Linked DNA regions of Neogale vison: region 1 is linked to region 2. Evidence: chromatin contacts called from public Hi-C data. All regions are on one chromosome and are shown on one strand. Each heading gives the region's core, a stretch centred on a gene start, on an enhancer-like site or on the middle of the called end of the contact. The rest is flanking DNA. Distances are from core to core; before and after follow the strand shown.

Region 1 (3,538 bases), core at 502-3,001, 100 kb after region 2:
AGAGAAAGTCCAGTGCAACACCTGACGCGTAGAAGGGCACAGCTTGGGGACACTGAGCCCCACCTTCAATAGTGATAATAGCGGTCACAACTCCCTGGCTCTGGGGGAAGGGGTGCTGCTTTGTCACCATCAGCTTCGCCACAGCCCTGCAACACAAGTGCTGGCAAGTTAGTCCCTGGCACATAGAAAGTCCCGTGTAGATGTCTGCTGAGATGATAATAATAGGGGTCCATGGATGATTTCAACAAGGGAGAAAATAAGAGGGAGGAATTTGGGTAAAAGAAAGAAAAGCCAAGGTGGTTTAGAGCCCCAGTGGTTGTCCATCAGGGATGATTCCCCCGGGGGAACACTGGGCAATGTCTGGAGACATTTTGGGGTGTCCCAGTTTGTAGGGAGAGGGCCTGCAGCATCTAGAGGGCCGAGGCCAAGGGTTGTTCAATACCCTGCAATGCACAGGACAGGTCCCACCCAAAGAACTATCCAGCCCCATGTCAATAAGTCTGAGTCAGAAAAATCTGGCTTCAGGTTAAAAATGGGGGCTGATGCAGAACACAGTACGGGTTGTCCAGAGGAGGCTGTGGATCAGATGGGGGCCTGGGCTGGCCCACGTCTGGAAGAACCTCCCCCATTCCCCCTCCCCCCTTCACTCTCCAACCAAACAGGCATCCTCCTCTGCTGATCAGCTATGTGGCGGGGGGCCATGGCACAGAAGGGGCTGGCGGGGAGGGATGGAGGTCACCCAAATGTCTGCGGGCCCCGGCAGACGGTGGCCCACAGCGCCGAATGCTCCAGCTGCATGTCCAGCTCCCGAATCATAGACCCAACGTGTCCCTCGAGTGGGTGCCCCCCATACCGATGCGCCTCTTGCCCCTGGGAGCCCCCAGCCTGGAGATATGGGTGCCTTGCCACTCAACCCGCAGATCACAAAGCCCAGTCTTCTGAGTCAGAAATGTTGATCCGTTTCAGTAACATGAGCCCAGGGGAAGGAAGAGAGGAAAGTGAGCAAGAGAGGCAGTGAGTCAAAAACCGTGAAGCTCACTGAGACAGAGACTGGGAGAGACAGACACTCTCAGCAGGAGGAGAACCACCGAGAAAGAACAACACAGAGAGGCTGAGACTAGGAGATTGAGACCGAGATGGAAGGAGACCGAGTAGCAGAGAAACACGGAGAAACCAGAGGCTGAGAGCCAGATGGATCGATATCAGCAAAAAGAAAAAGATCAAGACAGAGCAAAAGAAAGATTGAGTAGAAGACAAGACGGAGAGAGTGAGCAAGAGAAATACTTTACTTCCCCCCAAACCCCGTGGTCCAGAGCCCAGAAACTCTCCAAGGCTTTGCCGTATTTTAGCCACGAAACCGGGAAGTTGGGGCGGTTCTCTCGCTGCAGGTCTGGGACGAGCAAGCCTTGTTCGCGTTATTGCTGGCATCCCCGAACTGGACATCAGCCAACAGGAAATTCCTGGGAGAAATCTTTCCACTCCGAGTCTTTTAAAACTTTTTATTTATTTATTTTAATTCCCCCCCCCCTTTTTTTTTCCTCCAAGGACGAACACAAATGCGTTAAGAGGGAGAGGGGGAAGAAAGGAACAAAGAAAAAGAAATGATCCACCTGGTATAAGAAAAACTTATCTGGCAGCAGCCCCAGCCAGGCCAGGGGAAGCGCGGGGCCCATTGTGTCCGCAGCGTCCATTCTTCCTCTGGAAGGATTTATGACCTCACACTCCCATGACATCACAATGCGTTGCCATGGCCCCCGCTTTATTATCGTAAACAAAGAGCTGTTCCTTGGGACACTGGCTGGCTGAGCAGGAGGGGGAGAAAGAAGCCTCTGTGTCATGTGTTTTCTTGGGAAGGCAGCTTGTTCGGAAGTCTGAAAAGCTGCAAAAAGAGTTGTATGCACGGTTCCCTCTGGGTAGCCTCTGGACGAGTTTAGGATGGGGACAGAGGAATGAAGTCAGCTTCCCGCTAGAGGACCCTCCGGCTCAGCGTGTTCTCACTGCCAAAGAGCAGCTTCCCTGGGCAGCCCTCACTGCTCCAAGAAAGGTTCTCAAAATACCCTGAGTGCCTACTACGTGCTAGGCGCTGACAGAGCTGGTTTATAGAAGAGTAAAGCACACAGGCGGGGGCCCTGCCTCTGGCAGAAACTGCCAGTAAGTCAAAAGGAATGTGTAAAATCATAATTTGGATTAAGGGTGCTCCAGGAAGCAAGCAGGAAATGAGGATGTGAAGAATGGTGGGGGAGGGTACCGACTTAGATGAAAAATCTAGGAGGGCTGCCCTGAGGAGGTGATGTTTTCAGACAAGACCTGAAGGAAGAGAAGGAAGGGGTCAGCCGTGAAGAGTGAGAGCAGATGACAGGAACTGAGCAAGGACAGATCATGCCAAGCTGTGACTGTTTTCAGTTCCCAACAGGGGTCACTTCCCACATATTTTATGGTGGTTTTTTTTTGTTTGTTTTGTTTTCCTGACTTTCTTTTTTCTGACAACTAACTTCATTAGGAGGGCTTGTAAAGAGGAGCCATTTTTGCTGAATCCGAGTTAGTAAGACCTCTGGACCCTGCCACCACAATGCCAGCAAACAGCCATTTCCAGCTTACAGGGAGCTTTGCACAACTATCAGCCTGGCAACTTGGTGAAAACAAATTAGCCAGGAGCAGAAACACCTGTAGGACCCGAGCCTGCTCTCCCTGGCTGAGTCATTGTGCAAGAAGCAGGTGATGCTCTTAAGCTACCGAAAGGAGAGGAGAGAGGGCGCAGGAAGGGAGGGAGGGCAGCCTATGGGCACTGCCGGCTGGCCAGGAGACCAGATGGACAGGCAGGCAAGCCATCCCCGCCCCTCTCAGGAGATGGACCTTGAAGAAACTGGGATCTTGGAGATTGAACAGAATGAGGGGGCACCTGGGTGGCTCATTGGGTTAAAGCCTCTGCCTTTGGTTCAGGTCATGATCCCAGGGTCCTGGGATTGAGCCCTGCATCGGGCTCTCTGCTCAGCAGGGAGCCTGCTTCTGAACTCTCTCTCTCTGCCTTCCACTCTGCCTACTTTTGATCGCTCTCTCTGTCAAATAAATAAATAATATCTTAAAAAAAAAAACAAAAAAACAAAAACTAGAAGAGAATGAGATCCTCCAAATCATCAGCCCAGCAATGGGGACATAGACACAGAGGTAACACAGGACGTTAGGTGCAGAGTTCTGCCCCTCAGTTGCTCTATGACCCTGGGGGAGCTCACTTCGCATTTCTGAGCCCCCAGCCCCAGTGTAAAACGAGCAGAATGTACAGAAGCCCTGAGCACAGCTGCAAGACAGTCACTCTTCCCCACTCCTGCTTTCCCAAGGACACATTTATGAAACCCGTCTAGGCACTGTGCTTCCGACTTCCCATACATTCAGCTCATTTCATACCCAGGGAAGCCCTAACTAGTAGTTGTGGTGGTCCCCATTTTGCAGATAAGGAGATAGAGGCCAAGAGAGGTGGAGTAACGGGCCCAAGGCCCCAGGGTCAGATCCCTACCCTGATCCCTACCCTGACTTTAAACAG
Region 2 (3,324 bases), core at 225-2,724:
ATACAGGAAACCACCCCACATGAAAATAAAGACTCCTTCCTTCCTGTTGGACGTACATTACTTGGCAGATCCCCTGCTCTCTGATCAATAGGTAAGACAGGAATCATGCCCATCTGACAGGAGGAAAAACTGAGGTCTGAGGCAGAGGGCCCCAGACACAAAAAGAAAGTTTTCTGGACAAAGAGAAGGCAGCCGCGATGTCTCACGGCACATCGGGGACTAGACAGTAACTAATCGAAGTGTCCTGACCTATGTTCTCTGGTGGTCTCTTTCATTGATTCCTCAGGTATTTATTAAAAGCTTATTATGTGTCAGGCAGAGTGTTCCTCTCATAATAATGATTGTATTATGGCTAGACCGTGGGGGACTGGACTCGCTGCAATCCCTCTACTAAATGCTGTATGTACCCTCATTTTAGTGCTCCTGGTAACCCACTGGGGCATGGTTACTATTACTGTCTCCAGGGACAGGTGAGTAACAGAGATAGAGGAGGGAGAAGCAGCCCTCTCAAGGTCGCTTAGCTCATCAGCAGGGGCTTTGCTGAGGTTTTTTCCTGGGTGCTTTTTCCTGGGTGCGGGTGTGGCCTTGGTGGGGCTCTCACTTTCGGAAGGAGAGACGCGGGCCATTTTTCCAAGGTCCGCCCTTTGCCTCCAAGATTCGCCACGCTGCCCCTGCCCAATGAGCGACATTGCAATGAGGAGAGAAAGGAAGACAATGTTGCCGAAGCATCTTCCGTGGGCCGGGTGCTTCATTTGTTTTCCATACCACCTGGCGAAGGAGCTGTAGTTGGGCCAGAAGAAACTGAGGCTTGTGGGGCTGGCACAGCTAGAGCTTCACAGCTGGTTTTTGGGGAGTGGAGACCCAGCCTCGGGTGGTGATGTCGCACGACTTGCTTTATCCACCAGGCAGCCATGGCTGTCCCAGGGCACGGCGATGGGGAGAGAGTTTGCCGGGAGTCTTCAGGCCACACGAAAACCGCAGGAGCGGTTCTCTTACGGCTTGATACGTGATCTTAAGCACAGACTCTTGGGGCAGGAGCCAGAAAGCCACTCTCCCACCCATTGTAAGTTCAGGAACGTGGGGAGAGGACCCAGGACTGGTCCCAGCGGAGCCCCGCTGCCCACGATGGGCAGCAGGTGGCGCTGTGGCCCCGGTTTAGCAAGGGCAGCGGGAAGGTGGAAAGGAGGTGGGGGGGGGACCCAGAAAGAAAAACTAGTGGAAAACAAGGATTTAAAAGAAGAACAATTTGTTCCAAAACATTTGCCTTGTAACGGGGTCATCTATAAATTCTGGGATTTCCTGTTTGCTGCTGGGCAGGCTGGCCGGCAGGCAGACCGTTCTCCTCTCCACAGTCTGGAAGAATCATTTCAGCCCCACTCACGAGCTCCCGCCTCCCCTGGCCCAGATTGGCTCTGAAATTTCCCGGCTTTTGTGCCCGTAAGCAGGATCCTGTGACAGCAGGTCTCCTTGAGCTGTGCTCCAGTTTCCGCTGGGTGGGAGGAGGAGCGAGATCGTGGTCTTTTTCAAAGAAGAGACTATATTTGCAATCTCCCTGTACTCGCTGTGCTACCGGGCTTGTTTTGAGTCAGAAGTGAGAGAAAAGAATTTTAAAATGAACGAGACAGAGGCGGACCTGTTATTTTTATTTTCCATAGTTACGATTTTCTGCATGTGTGGTGAGAAGACTGAAGTTCTACGCTCTTAGTATCAAGTATACAACATAATATTGTTAGCTGCGGTCACCGTGCTGTCTGTTAGATGCCCAGAACTTGCTCAGCTTCTTGCTGGGAGTTTGTGTTCTTTGACCAACACATCCCCATTTCTCCGGTCCTCCCCGCTGCTGGCAACCACCGTCCTCCCTTCTGCTTCTGCGAGACCGACTTTTTAAAATTCCACATATAAGTGATACTCTGCAGTATTTGTGTTTCTGTGTCTGGCTTATGTCACTTTAGCATAATGGTCTCCAGGTTCATGTTATTGCAAATGGCAGGATTTCCTTCTTTTTTTTATGGTTGAATAACATTCCATTGTGTGTATATACCACATCTTCTTTGTCCATTCATCTGTCAGTGGACACTTAAGTTGTTTCCAGGTCTTGGCTATTGTGAATACTGTTTCAGTGATCATGGAGGTGCAGGTACTGCTTCGACATCGTGATTTCATTTCCTTTGGATATATACCCAGAAGTGGGATTGCTACATTGTATGGTGGTTGCATTTTTAAAGTTTTCTGAGGAAGGAGGTGTCTCCTTTAAAGAGAAGAGAACTGTTCTAGTTAATATGGGGATGGAAACGTCATTGGAAGAGACAAAACCCTTTTTATCAGCCCATAGAACTTGAACCAAGTACAAAGCCCCAAACATTGATGAATAAATGGCTACAAAAAAGTATCCATCCATCTGTCCATCCATCCCCCATCCATCTATCCATCCATCCATCTGTCCATCCATCCACCATCCATCCATCCATCTACCCACCCATCCATCCATCCATCTGTCCATCTGTCCATCCATCCGTCTATCCATCCATCCATCCATCTGTCCATTCATCCATCTGTCCATCCATCCATCCATCCATCTGTCCATTCGTCCGTCCATCCATCCATCCATCCATCTGTCCACCTATCCATCCATCCCCCCATCTGTCCATCTGTCCATCTGTCCATCCACCCATGCATTTATTCAATTATTCACTCATTCATTCAGCAGACAGTTATGGAGAACCTACAGTATGCTTGTACCTTGTCTTATTTTAGTCTGAGGCTAAGCCTAGACCATCTCTGTAGTCTCCTCCTGCGGCCAGTGGCATGTGGAGGGCATGTGAGTACCATCTGGAGATGGATCCAGAAGGTGGGCTCAGGATTCCTGGACAACAGCTGTTGGGACCTTTAACGAGGATTGCAACATATTTGGCCAGGGTGAGGGGTACAGTATGTGGCTGCAACCAGAGTTTTTCTCTGAATAAGTCAAACGAGCCTGTCTGGGATCAACTCCACGAGGGCTGGACAATCTGGTCCCAGCAAATTAAAACAACATGGGCACCAGCCAGCTACATTTTTGAAAACAGTATTTTTGTTGTTTTAATCAAGGACGCCACCCCTGTCCCCTGCCCTCGACAAGCTCTGAATGGAAATGGGGCAGAGTTTATAAGAAAATAAAAACAATTGGTTATTCCAGCCCACGCTCTTTTTCCTTCTCATGAGTCTCACAAATGAAGCGCCTTTCTGTCCCTCATTTTACCCTCCTGTCCACAGGCTTGGCAGGATTGATGAGCCTGTGGCAAGACAGTGTCTTCAGTGACACAGAGCAAAGAAGCTCTTTCCACG

The links. Hi-C and Micro-C count contacts between places; a contact is called where the count stands out from the background.
Region 1: a Hi-C map of fibroblasts shows a contact between it and region 2, with 4 times the contacts expected there. The contact joins two enhancer-like sites. A contact is called at or near these places in 2 of 3 Hi-C or Micro-C datasets (fibroblasts and muscle).

The regions. Positions count from the first base shown.
Region 1 is chr3:229,204,455-229,207,992 of ASM_NN_V1, forward strand. No RefSeq gene overlaps it. Among named protein-coding and RNA genes, the nearest start is that of MED13L, 140 kb to the right of the region's middle. Within about 2 kb of position 1,752, the one cell type or tissue checked has open chromatin away from gene starts, as enhancers often do. A contact at or near this core is called in fibroblasts, where this site is marked.
Region 2 is chr3:229,100,262-229,103,585 of ASM_NN_V1, forward strand. No RefSeq gene overlaps it. Among named protein-coding and RNA genes, the nearest start is that of SPRING1, 110 kb to the left of the region's middle. Within about 2 kb of position 1,475, the one cell type or tissue checked has open chromatin away from gene starts, as enhancers often do. A contact at or near this core is called in fibroblasts, where this site is marked.